Regions from separate parts of the Gossypium hirsutum genome. Here region 1 is linked to region 2. Evidence: chromatin contacts called from public Hi-C data. All regions are on one chromosome and are shown on one strand. Each heading gives the region's core, a stretch centred on a gene start, on an enhancer-like site or on the middle of the called end of the contact. The rest is flanking DNA. Distances are from core to core; before and after follow the strand shown. Region 1 holds the start of LOC107920785 (probable protein arginine N-methyltransferase 6). Region 2 holds the start of LOC107919552 (transcription elongation factor SPT4 homolog 1).

Region 1 (6,747 bases), core at 724-3,223, 130 kb before region 2:
TAGTTTGTTTTAGATTAAATGTTCCTGTATAAGGAATAATTTTCTTGTGAGTCATAGTTGCTGCAAAGGTTTTGACAATGGAATGAAAATTTTGAGTTTCACTTCGTTCTTGACCAAGGCTTGACATAGAGGTTGCTACCCCTCCTTTTGGACGAATGAAGTTTATTTGTGCCAAACAGAAAAAGAAAGCTCTGTTATTGAACATTTTTGTTAATTTAATTACAGGCAGATTTGAATAAAGACGGTCGCTTAAGCTTAGTTGAGATGATTGACAACCCGTATGTATTTTACAATGCCATCTTCAATGATAGTGAAGATGACTATGAATACCATGACGAGTTCCGCTAATTGCTAATTTCATGAGTGGTAAGAGGAACCATCTCTAAGTTGCTTGCATCTATTTCATCTTTTTTTGCATAAACCGAGCTGCTTTCATATAATGTTGCAGGAGACAAAAGGCAGCAATAGAATTCAAATTCTTTTCTAGCAATTGTTTATGCTTCATAAACTTTCTTACCGATACCCATGGTGAGTTCTTGTACTCCATCATTCAATGCCGACCATTTTCGAGTTTTTATTCTATCCATCTGCTACTTCAGATTACTATTTCCTCATTGCAGGTTAAGGGCCTTAGCTTGTTCGAAAGGTGGTTTCACCATTGAAGCTGGTCCTTGGAATTTCATCTTTCTGGCATACATTTGTTAATTACAGTAGACTGATGTTTTTAATGCATTAAAGTTTTTTCAAGTCTAAAATTTTGATGATCCATTTGACATATGTGTATGTCAAAATGCAGGGTCCATATAAAAGCAACATAGTTGCCATCTGGTATGGAAACTCAAAATGTGCAGATTCAAAGTCGTAAAATAATTTCATTCCATTTATTTGTTTATTCAACCACATGAAAACAACTCATGTATTTCATAATTTATTATTGTTCTGGTTGTCAAGAAGATTTTACCTATCCACCACCACATTATAATCAAATGGTTTTTTAATTGGACTCAAAGAAATGGTTTTCAAAGGTGTAAAATTATTGATTAAAAACCAACTTGAATTTGAATTCATCTAAATTCGAAAATAACTTAATATGAAATTATTTGCACATAAAATATCTAAACTCATAATGACTTAACTTGAAAATTACCTCAAATGAATATACTCGAGTTGAAATGACTCTAAAATTTTAAAATTCGAATAGACTCAGTCCAGATTGACTCAACAAAACACTAACTTTTGTTGTTTAACTAGGGGACTATTGAAAATATCAAAGTCATAAATTATAGGTATAGTGGAGGGATTATGTACATAAATTAATAATTCAAAGTACACAAAAGGTTGAAACCTTCGCCTAAAGGTAGGTGTTTATAAGTTGAGCTGAACTAAAGTACTATTTAAAAGATTAAAATCATAAATGAGATATAGTAGAGGGACTAGGTATGTAAATTAATAATTTGAAGTACATAAAAAATTAAAACCCTACGCGCAAAAAGTATTTATGAGTTGAATTGAATTGAGTTCTAATTCTAAAAAATCTGAACTCAAGCCCAACTAATTCAAACATGTCTAAATGATTTGTTTCACTATAAAAGATAATAAAGATATTTTTATTTAAATTTAATTATAAATATAAAATATTAATATAAGCTGTAATAGGCCAATTTAGCCCGGGCTCACAAAAAAATAATAAACCCAAAATAATAAAACAAAGTCCAAGTCCAGTCCAAAATTATATCATTTGGCCCGATCGGAATGACTCATTATTTGAAAAGGTTGAAGGTCTATCTACAAGCTTGACACATATGGAAACATAATCTTCAAGGATATGCAATCTTAGATATGATATGCAATCGTAGAAGATAAGATTTTGTAATCTTAGAGATTTAATCTTAGCCGTTGATGTAATTGATCTATACCGTCGGATTTGGGGAGGCTCAACTATAAATAGAGGCATCTCCCTTCATTGTAGAACACTGGAGTTTGGAGCAATAATAATTCTTAAGAGCATTCACTCAAATTTCTCCCTCTCTTGCATTCTTATTTTCTGTGGCTTGTTCTTATTTTGTTCTTCGTTCATCTTCGTTTCTTTTTAAGTTGCTTTCATTAGAGTTGGATTTTGGTGGAGGAAATTTCGTTGAATCTTCATATTGTTCATTCATTTAACCATTCTTATCGTTCTTTTTTTTTTCCATTAAGTATATACTTTATTTGTTTTTAATATTATGTCACACATGTTTATTTTTTAAAAACTCGTGTTATAAATCATCCATTTTAAATTATTTGATTATTTGCTTTAAATATTTTTCCATATATTATCAATTGTAATTTATTTTTTATACTATCTATTTTTTTCCATATTTTGGCCCTCAATTTTGTTTTATTCTCATTTTTTCCTTGTAATTCTGTTTTAAATTCAATTTAATCCTCACTAGTTTGATTTAATTTGCTTGTGTTTTATTTATTTAAGTATTGATTATTATGTTTTTTAAATTTTAAATTGGATATGATTTGAATGTTTAAACTTATTATTATTAAATTTATCACCAATATTATCTAAGTTATTTTATTGTATATTATTATTTTAGATTTATCACGTTTTATTATTTGTAATTTATCAATATTATTATTTTAAATTCATTGTAACATTATTTTAAATTTATCATGTATATCTATTTCAAATTTATCATTAATATTTTTAAATTTATTATATACTGTTCTTTTGGATTTATCACGTATGATTATTCTAGAATTATCATCAAAATTTTTAAATTTTATATGTATTATTATTTCAAATTTATTATATATTATTTATTGTAAATTATCCAATTCATTTCAAATTGTAGATATTATTTGTATTAAATTGTAAATTCATATATATTATTTGTTTTAATTCATGTATTGTTTTAAACTTCATCCATATACATACTATTTATTTTGAATTATACATATTACTTTTTTATTATTATTATTTTTCTATATAATGTATATTCTAATTTTTCTTCATACTTCATTTGCTTAAATATTTTTGTATATTGTGTTTATTAGTTGTTTTAAACAAATTATTAAATGAGAACATTACATCATAGTTAAAATTTCCGATTTATTTGCCAAAATTTGATTATTTCATTTCTTTTCATTTCGAATAAATCAAATTTATATCATTGTTAATATTGCATTAAACCTTCGCTTTGATCCAATATGTTGTCTTTGGAACGATGAGAAATCGTGCTCTAACTTACGGGGTTTCGATTTTCTCATCGAACTAAAACGACTAAACATTTTAGTTTTCAAATGCACAAAGTTTCAATAAAGATTTTTAAAAGGTTAGCTTATGCTCGGAAATTCAAACGTTGCATCCTAACTTACGTGATACAACATCTTATTGCCTCGAGATGAGAAATCCTTTTACATTCGTTCAAATCTATCCAAGCATTGTTTTAAAATATGACATTAATAAAAAGGGGAATCGTTTCTAAACTTTTCAAATTTTCGACATTCGACTTTGAGACATTAATTAATCAATTAGGTACCAATTTTTGGGCGTTACGAGGGTGCTAATTCTTTCTCGTGCGTAACCGACTCCCGAGCTCATTTTCTCGAATTTTATAGACCAAAATCATTATTTTAATAAATCAAAATGTTTTATTAAAATGATTAATTTCAAGGTGATTCGATCTCACCTCGAAAAAAAGATTAGTGACGACTCTATTTTCGTTTTAAAACTTCACCCCATTTTTCAAAATAAAAATGGTTTCGACATAAGCTATTTCTATATTTTCCATTATTTTTAAACAATAAAATAGACGGATGAAACCAATTCGGTTTGAGAAATATAAAGCTAAGGTCCACCAGTTGGGCTGACCGGGCGGGTAGCCACGAGCCCCTCAACCCTTGCCCTTATATAAGGATTATAAGCTGTTGTAACCGCACCGCAAAACCCCAAAACCTTAACCGCCATTCGGTTTTCATTTAACAAACAGTAACGCAAACCAGCTTTTCCTCTTTGGGTTCTTGACAAGGAAAAACGTTGCAGTTTTCTCCCTCCTCACATTGCCCGTCAATTGCTGCTCTCCGGCGACTGGCAAAACATGTCTGGGAGCACAGGAGTCGGCAATGTCCCTCGCCAGCAGCAGACCTCGGGAGGGAGGCGAGGGGGAAGTCGTGGGAGGAGGGGAGGTCGTAGGTCACGTGAAGTGTTTAGGGCTTCTGAATCCCAGCACCCCCAGCAGAAGGACGCCAGCGACGATCAGCAAGACCTGAAATCACCTCCTCCCGCTTGTACGGACTTCGACGTGGCCTACTTTGAGGCTTACGCCCACATCGGTATCCACGAAGAAATGATCAAGGTCTTTTTCTTTCTTTCTTGTTCTTTCTCTTCATACGTAATTGTTCTTAACTGAGTTCATTTTGTTTTTGGTATTAATGCTTCTTGATGGATTGTGTGGAATTTCTTGCACTTCTAGCTTTATGAGTTTAGTCTTTTGGAAGCATTTTAGTGCTTGCATTTACTAGGGGAAATGGGTTATTGCCAAGATCGTGTCTTGGAATGAGAACTTAACATTGGGAATTTAAATTTGAGTTGTTTTAGCAATGTCCTCACGTTCTTTGTTTACAAAAAAATGTTGCTTTTTACTATTTATGAACTATCTATGAATTTTTTGCTACCTCGTTTAAGCAAGGTTGAATCTTGCATTTGTAATCAAAAGTTTTAGTACTTCTTTACTTGTGCTTGTTCCAATGGCGGGTTCTTTAAATTATAGTTCGTTGTTTAAAGAATTTTTCTTTTAAAAAATAATAATGATGATAATAGAAATTCATGACAATCCACTGATCATACCTTATCTTTAAAAGTATACAGGATCATGTTCGAACTGAAGCCTACCGGGATGCAGTCATGCAACACCAGAGTTTTATTCAGGGGAGGGTAATGCCATTTTGTCCTTGTTATAAAACTATATCTAATCTCTCTTCTTTCTTGAAACCAAATGATACCTGGTTTTACCATATTTGGTTTGATTTTGTGTAAGATTCCTGTTTCACCTAATCACGATATTATGCTGTACTGATATTATAATCTCATCCCTGGGTGACATGCATTTGTGTCTAATAGAAACATAGATACAAAGCATACGGCTCTCAAACAGCCAAGTTGGTTTAAGGGTTCTCTCCAAATAATATTTAGCTGGTTTATTCCTCTTCCTCATTATTTATTTTGACTATTTTTATAGGTTGTAGTTGATGTTGGATGTGGCACGGGCATTCTTTCGATATTTTGTGCTCAAGCTGGTGCAAAACGGGTATTTGTTTTGAAGTTCTTATCGCATGATTGACATATTTATAGCAGAGTTATGCTTTTTGAGAGTTGATTCAATCTCAGTTTTTGCACATCATGTGTACTGTTTTCAACTAATTACTGAATATCGCATTATTTAGTAAGTGCAGAGGATTGTTAGAAGTTATGTTGAACTTTCTTTTTTTGGTTTCCTCTAGGTTTTTCTATCTTTCTTTCTTTCTTTGTGAACTTTATAATTTTACCATAAAGAAGACAAGGAGGCTTCAATTCAACTATTGACCAAGAGCAAATGTAGATAGAACTGCAATTTTGTTCTTTAGTATATATATATTTTTAGAACTCTCTTGCTATCTCAAAGTTATATTCTTGTAATGTTTATGGATTCAACTAAATACAACTGTCTAATATCTTAAGCAATTATATGTTTTCAGGTTTATGCAGTGGACGCCAGTGCTATTGCAGTGCAGGTACTTTGTTGCATTAGTGCTTAACTACGTGTAGCTGAGGCATTTTTACCTTCTCTTTTGAGAGTGCTAATTTAGCTCATTTTCCTTCTCTCCTTGCCATTTTCATTTTCTTACTGTGTTAATTGCTACAATGAGATTCTGATACCTGGTTAACACTGCTATTAGAATCTGTATGCTAGTTATCTATCAACATTGTGGAATTATATATATTCTATACTTCTCTAGACCTTTCTTTGGCTGCCTTGTTTAAAATGGAACTGACCGTTTGGTTTGTATTCAACTTTGCTATTTGCAATCAGGCCAAAGAAGTGGTGAAAGCAAATAATTTAGCTGAAACGGTCATTGTATTGCATGGGCGAGTTGAGGTAGGCTTTTCCTCTCAGGCTTGTAGATGTCTATGCTCCTTAAGTTGTTGCAAGAATATTAGAAAAAAGAATAAGCACCTATATATATTAGCATTTTTTATTTCTTCTCAGACTTATTGACGTGTATTTCCTTAAATGGTTGGGAACGGGGGAGTTGAATTTAACTTTGGACTTTGTTGGAGGGATAAGCCAACTTAGCGTTAGATTTTCTTTCTTCAACTTTTTTAAAGTCTTTGAGAATAACTTCTTTATCTTTAAAGCCACAAGTCCGCAACAATCAGTTTGAACATCGTGGAATTAGAGATGATTCATCTGCATTTACTGTTGAGGTCAACAGAAAACTAGCTGCCCTGGAAAATCAAGGTGGAATTCTTGTTTTGCTGTGTGCAAAATGGATGGAGACCTTTATCGGTGCTTTACCTTTTGCAAACCATTTTAGGGCTTTGCATTGGTGCTGGTGTTTAAATCTCTTTATAGATGAGAAAAATTGTAACAGCACTTTCTAGCTGCTCTCATTAGTAGAAGACTGCAATTGTGGTAGCCTTTGTGGATATATTTGGTTAAATAGTCGCATCTTTCTCATACTTGATATGAGCACCATTATAGTTATGGGGATCATAGG
Region 2 (6,422 bases), core at 3,805-6,304:
TATGTACCGGTGTTTCAATTCCAGGCACTCTGTGCCAGTGATTATAGTTTCCAAGTACTATGTACTAGTGGTGGATACCATACTGATGGCTGGAATTTAGCATTTTTTTGTAGATTCTCGTCAGGTTGTGTGAGTAGCATCGTGTATTGGTTAATGTCCCGATTGTCAGCTTGTGTGAACATTATTTCCCTGTGTATCCGAAGTTAATTTACTACAATTCTTCGAGTAAAAAAATTTATGAAATGTATAGTGATGGAATTCAATATCATGAAAGGTTAAGTTTCTTGATAATGCTTTGGTACGTGATTTGTGTTACTCTGAGATCATGACTATGTTATGCATCTAGATCTAAGAAACATGGCAAGGACTATTAAGTTGTCTATTAGTTTCAATTATTATGTTTTAAATGACAGGTATGTAATGTTTAATTAGACGAACTTACTAAACTTTATTTAAGCTTACTCTATTTGGTTTTTTTCCTTGTAGATTGTCAGACTCGTGCTGCCAATTGGAGCATCGTTGGAGATCACATTATCCATCAACTCTTTCAGTAGTTATTTGTTTATTTTGGCCTAGCTATAAGTGGCATGTATATAGGGTTTTGGTATGTAAATGTTAATGACTAACCTTGGTAATGTTTTGTGTCATTTGAGATGTGAATATTGTATTTGGTTGTTTTGGTGACTCGAATTGGAAAAATCTTATTTGATGTCTATCTTGATATTTTGTTGTAGAATGGTTCTTATGTTTTAGGTAATCTATTGAGCTTTGGTTGGTTTTATGCTAGCTTTAAAACTTGGTATATGATGATTGTTTTATCATTGATTTCATGGTTTGAATGGCATGATTAATGCTTAAATGGTTTATGTTTTAATGTTTGAATTGTGGTGTCAATGAGGACATATTGGTTAGGCACTTAGGTGCACACAGTCTGCTACACGGCCAGGGGTGTAGGCAATGGGTTGGTAGGGCCTCGCCCCCCCTAAAATGGAAATTTTAAATTAGCAAAAGTAAAATTGCACTTTGACCCCTTAAAAATGATAAAAATTTAATTTAATCTTTTAAAAATTATAAAGATACAGATATTAACATGGTGAGATTGCATTTTTACTATCGTAAAAATATAAAATTTAATTTCGGCCCCCAAAAAATTTTTTCTCACTTCGCCCCTAAACACGTCCATGTGACCTGTTTGTTTTTGGTACAAGTTTGTCCACACAGCATCAAGCTGTTACACAACTTGGCGACACAACTATGTGACCCTAGATTACACGGCATCAGGTTGTTACACGGTTTGGCCACACGACCATGTATTTGGACCACACGGTCTCCACCTTGTCACACGATCGTGTGACCTCTATTTTTAAATTTTACCTGAATTTTTGTAAAAGTTTCAAATTAGTCTAGATTTGTTCCCGGGTTATTTTAATAGCTTCTTATACTCGATTAAAGCTCAATTATTATTGATAATCATCAAATGGTTGTAATTATATTATGTTATGAATTGTTTGATCATTTATGTCGAGATAGTGAGTAATGTTAATGTTTTACAGTTGTAATACCTTATAGCTCAGGTCAAGTGACCGGATCGGGTATAAGGTGTTACAATTCTTGGTAAACTTGTCTTTGCCTACCCCATCATTTGGTTTGGAATTGGACTTGAAAGACTCAGACTTTTTTACCTTTTTTTTACCACAAAACTCCATAAGTGACTCTACTATAGTCATGGATTTGGTAAGTTCCTAGACTTTTTGACACTTTAATTCTTGATTTGCCCACAGCTTCAACCCATCCATGAAAGAGAAGAAGGTCTATTTCTCACCTAGATCAGAAATTTGGAACATGAGTTCAATGAACTCTTGCACATACTCCCTAAATGTGCCATGTCGTATAAACCAATGCAACTTAGCCTGAACCTCATCCTCGGCATATGCTAGATAAATCTTCCCCTTGAATTCACTCTAGAACTCCTCCCAAATCCTAAAGTTAGCTCCGTCTCATTTCTCATCTGTAGACCTACAATGTCACCATAACAAAGCAACACCAGTAAAATACATAGTAACAATATTTACCTTAGTAGCATCATCGACGATGCCTTTGGCATGGATGTGTTGCTCCATTAACCAAAGAAACTATGCAGATAATGATCTCCCCCTTGAGCTCATCAATCTGTTCTTTCAAGACCGTTACCATGGCTACGAGAGCATCATCCTTCTCACTTAGCTCACCCATAGCAGTATTGAGAACCCCTTGCATCACATCCAATTAGCACTGAAGGCTTTTGCCACTTGTCCTTGAGTAGATCTTTCCTTGATTTCAGCTCTGTGGTGTGTCCCTAAACTTCCTCAAGAGTCTCCTTCACATCACTCATGGAACCCTTGAGTTTGGCAACCCTGCCATCCAAAGCTGATAGCATATCCCTCGATCGACTAGCTTTCATGCCCTCACCACAAGTCTCCCTAGGCTCAACCTGATTATCAACTTCTTTTTTCATCTCAACCAGCGCCTTCGAACCTTAGCACTGATACCAACTATCATAGGGCTAGAACTAAAGTCTAGCAAACCGCGCGACCTTAGGCAATTTCTTTGTTTCAAATCCGCCTAAGTAAACCAGCCTAACTCTCGAAATATGAGAATTCTTTCAGAAATTCTCTAAGGCACCAAAATAAAGCGGAAGCAAATTTAAAGCGAATGAACAACGAAAGAACTAAAAAAGCCATAAGAAAGAAATGCACACAAGGCCTTTGAGTAAATGCTATCAAATATATTCTTGATGTAACAACCAGATTTTCAATGGTGTCAAAAACGGTAGTTTTGGAACCCCGTTCTCCGTTGATCGAGTATGTAAATATTAATTAATATTTACGAGTTAATTATGGTATTATATTAAATTTTGATCTGATGAGTTTGTTAATTAAATAGTTAATTAAAGTACAAGCATTTTGACCCTAAAACTAATGGTGTTGGAAAATAAGGTATCGGGACCTTGTTTCCTTAAACCGAGCTCGTAAATATTTACGAAGTTATTATATAAGTGAATTGAATTTTATATAGGTAATTTTTCCGAATTAGTGACTAATTAAGGTATAAGAACTAAATAATAAAAGTGGTAAAAGTTATCTGCTTTGTATTTTTAATTAATTGAAGGACCAATTGAGCAATTGTACCCTTCAAATTATGTTAAAGGTGGTCACCAAATTTGTTAAGTATTTTTTAATATTAGTTTAATCACAAAAATTAACTAATTAATAAAATTTATTTAAAAACTACTAAAGTATAGATAAAAGTAAAACAAAAGCATTCTCATTCATTTTCTTCGACATACGAAACAAAAGAAAAGAAAATGGGGTATAGAAGCTTTAATTTTGAGCGAAAATTAGTTTGGGACTAAAATCAATAGGAAGATAATTAAAGGAAATGAGAGATAGTTTATTTGTTGTTGTTTTCTCATGTAAATTCATATTGGATTTACTTTGTTAATTTATGTTATGTTATATTTGTATTGTACTGTATTGTACTGCATTGTTTTGTTTTTTAGTTTGAATTGCTAAGTATATATATTGTTGTTGGCATCAAAGGAACTAAATTGAATGAACATGAAATATATGATAAATATGAATAGATACGTGATCTCAAATGGATGAAAATTTGTCATATTATATGGGTTAAAATGTATATGAATTGCCATTTGAAATATGAAAAGTTTGTATAAAGCTACAAAGTTGAATTGGTATGAATTGGATAATAAGCTGTGTGAACTTAAAAAAATGATTAGGACACGAATGGTGTTCCATTAAAGTTCCAAAAAGAAAAATAGGTGTTGTGATCAAGGATTAATATGATGGCTTAAAATTCAACATATGTTGTGAATTTTCTGAAGTTAATGTTAGCAACATCGTACTAAGCTAGTGTTAGAAGCCCAAATATATTAGCTTGTATAAACAAATGGGTGTTGTGATCGGGGATTAATTCGATGGCTTGAGATCCAACATATGTTGTGGATTCTCTGACTCCATGATTAAGTAAATTGCGAATTATCAGAACGATTCTTCTGAACAAAATTGCAATTACTAGAGCCTAGCTGTATATGTTCAATTGGTCCATTCGCTAGCTCAACAAAAACTTGATCGGACTACATTTGAATCAGAACAAAAACTCGGTCGTGAGAATTATTCAACTATAGAATTTGGTTAAAGAATTTTCTTGAAAAATTAATTTTGAAAAATCTTAGTATTTTTTAGAAAATTAATTTTGATCAAGAAAAATTAAATTAATCAAATTAATTAAAATAAATATAATATTTTAAAAATTTAATTTTCAAGTCAAACAATTGGCTCAATGGGTAATTGAACTTGAAAATTAAATTTGAGATTTAAAATTAGAACCGAAAACCAAAAATTGAGACCGAGACCCAAAACTGGTCGAACTGGGTCTGGTATGTGAAACCGAATCGATGGTCTAACTGGTGGCTGGACTAGACCGATCAAGCCTTCACTGGCCTAAATAGAATCGGAAGCAGCCGAATCGGCTTGGAGTGCCGCAAAGGTGTCGCACTTGCATCACTGAGCACGGTGGTACCAACGGCTACAATAGCGGCATTCTGATGGTCGGCGGCGATGATTCTTCGACAATTAAGTAGTGAAAAAATTACACTCCTACTGCGGCTATACTAAATAGCTTAAATTCATATTAATTATTCCAAAAATGGTATTATTTTAATAAATTTAAAATAATACTTCTCTAGATAAGTATTATATGAATTTAATATTAAAATGATTAAGTTTAATATTAATTGAACTCTCTAAAGTCTCTCTGTATTAAAAGAGTCGTAGGTAATTATTTTTTATAGACTTGAATTAAGAAAAAGTTGTAAAAAGAAAATTTTTTGAAGAAATTATTTAAGAAGATTTCTAAATTTTTTTATTTATTTATAACTTTGTCTAGAAATTTAAAGAAATTTTAAAATTTCCCCATTGTGAACTTTTTTTTGTTACTCAAAACGTTTATACTAGATAAATAAAAAAAGGTAGAATTTTAATGAAATATAACTAAATTTTTATTTTTGGAAAAACTCAAAGCTGTAATTTTCAATTCCGTTTTCCCCCACCTTTAAAGTAAAAGAATAATTTACCAAGTGATTTTGAGCCCTTAATTTAACAGAATCTGATATTGAGATTTTGATCTACTAAATTCAGTTCCTGGCCCTCGCATCCATTGCATGCTTTGTTCTGTTTAATTATTTTCGGCTGCTAAAAACTTAAACACGGAAATCCCTTAAGAATACAATCGGAAACAGCAATGGGGACCGCGCCGGCGCAAATACCGACGAGCTTCGGACACGAGCTCAGGGCTTGCCTTCGTTGCCGTCTCGTCAAAACATATGATCAGGTTCTTTTTGTTATTCCGTATTCAATCATGGTTTTTTTTCTCGCTTTCAAAACGCTTCATATCTATGGAGTTTTAATTACTGTTTCTTTGGTTTTAACTTCACAGTTCAGAGAATCAGGATGCGAGAACTGCCCATTCTTTAAGATGGATGGAGATAATGAGCGCGTCGTAGATTGCACTACTCCGAATTTCAATGGGTTATCTTTCCATTTTATTTTTTTAGAAACAAAAACATTTGCATTAAACGTAACTTTCTTGTCTCTTTTAGCATTGTTTGAAATATTTTCTGTTGATTGGTTTCTTAGTATGATATCTGTGATGGACCCGGCTAGAAGTTGGGCTGCTCGTTGGCTGCGAGTTGGTAATATGCTCAACCCTTTTTCTTTTCAAAGTTTTCTGTTTATTGTCGCTGTGGACAATTATTATAGGAATTGTTTCGAAGTTTACCGTACTTCTTTGAGTGTAGAATGGAGAATATGATTTAGAAATTTGTGGTGATTAGACCTGTCAAGTTGGCGGAAAGGATCGGTTTTGAGAAAGGTTAATTTAGATTTTAAAATTTGTAGTGTCATTTCGGGTCGAGTCTGCCTAATTATTTTGGATTTGGGTCAATTTCAAGTCTTATCATTTAGAATGTGGGTCATTTTGATTTTTGAGTCATGGGTATGCATCATTTTGGTTTTTGTTTGTTTGGGTTTAGACCATATTAAGCAATTTGTTTGGATCAGTTCCGGGTTCGTATCAATTTGGGTTGGATTGGACGGATCTAGGATATTGACATTTTATATAAATTGATCAGGTTGAGTTTTCAAGTTTGGGTCATCTAGTTGTGATGCTCTCTTGCTGTCAGCTTAATATACTTCTTTTATTTGCCGTATACAATCTCGCATAAATGTTAGATTTGAATTTTGAAGCCTGTTCTCTATGAAGATTGTTGAATTAATGAACTCTCTAGTAATGCTTCTAGACTTCATAAGGCACTAGAATTTTGATGCTTTTCGAAATTACATGCATACAGTATTCCATTATATCCA

Evidence for each region. A called contact is a pair of places that touch in the nucleus more often than the background predicts.
Region 1: a Hi-C map of leaf shows a contact between it and region 2, with 2.1 times the contacts expected there. The contact joins the promoter of LOC107920785 here to the promoter of LOC107919552 in region 2. A contact is called at or near these places in 10 of 34 Hi-C or Micro-C datasets (hypocotyl, leaf and petal).

Annotation. Positions count from the first base shown.
Region 1 is chrD13:8,610,809-8,617,555 of Gossypium_hirsutum_v2.1, reverse strand. LOC107920785 (probable protein arginine N-methyltransferase 6) reads left to right here and starts at 1,973. Exons shown (of 13, transcript XM_016850631.2): 1 at 1,973-4,346; 2 at 4,859-4,924; 3 at 5,229-5,297; 4 at 5,725-5,760; 5 at 6,060-6,125. The coding sequence starts at 4,089. It overlaps LOC107918694 (calumenin-A), which reads left to right. Exons shown (of 9, transcript XR_005923634.1): 7 at 226-366; 8 at 449-528; 9 at 621-897.
Region 2 is chrD13:8,485,952-8,492,373 of Gossypium_hirsutum_v2.1, reverse strand. LOC107919552 (transcription elongation factor SPT4 homolog 1) reads left to right here and starts at 5,054. Exons shown (of 5, transcript XM_041110184.1): 1 at 5,054-5,388; 2 at 5,494-5,585; 3 at 5,694-5,749. The coding sequence starts at 5,299.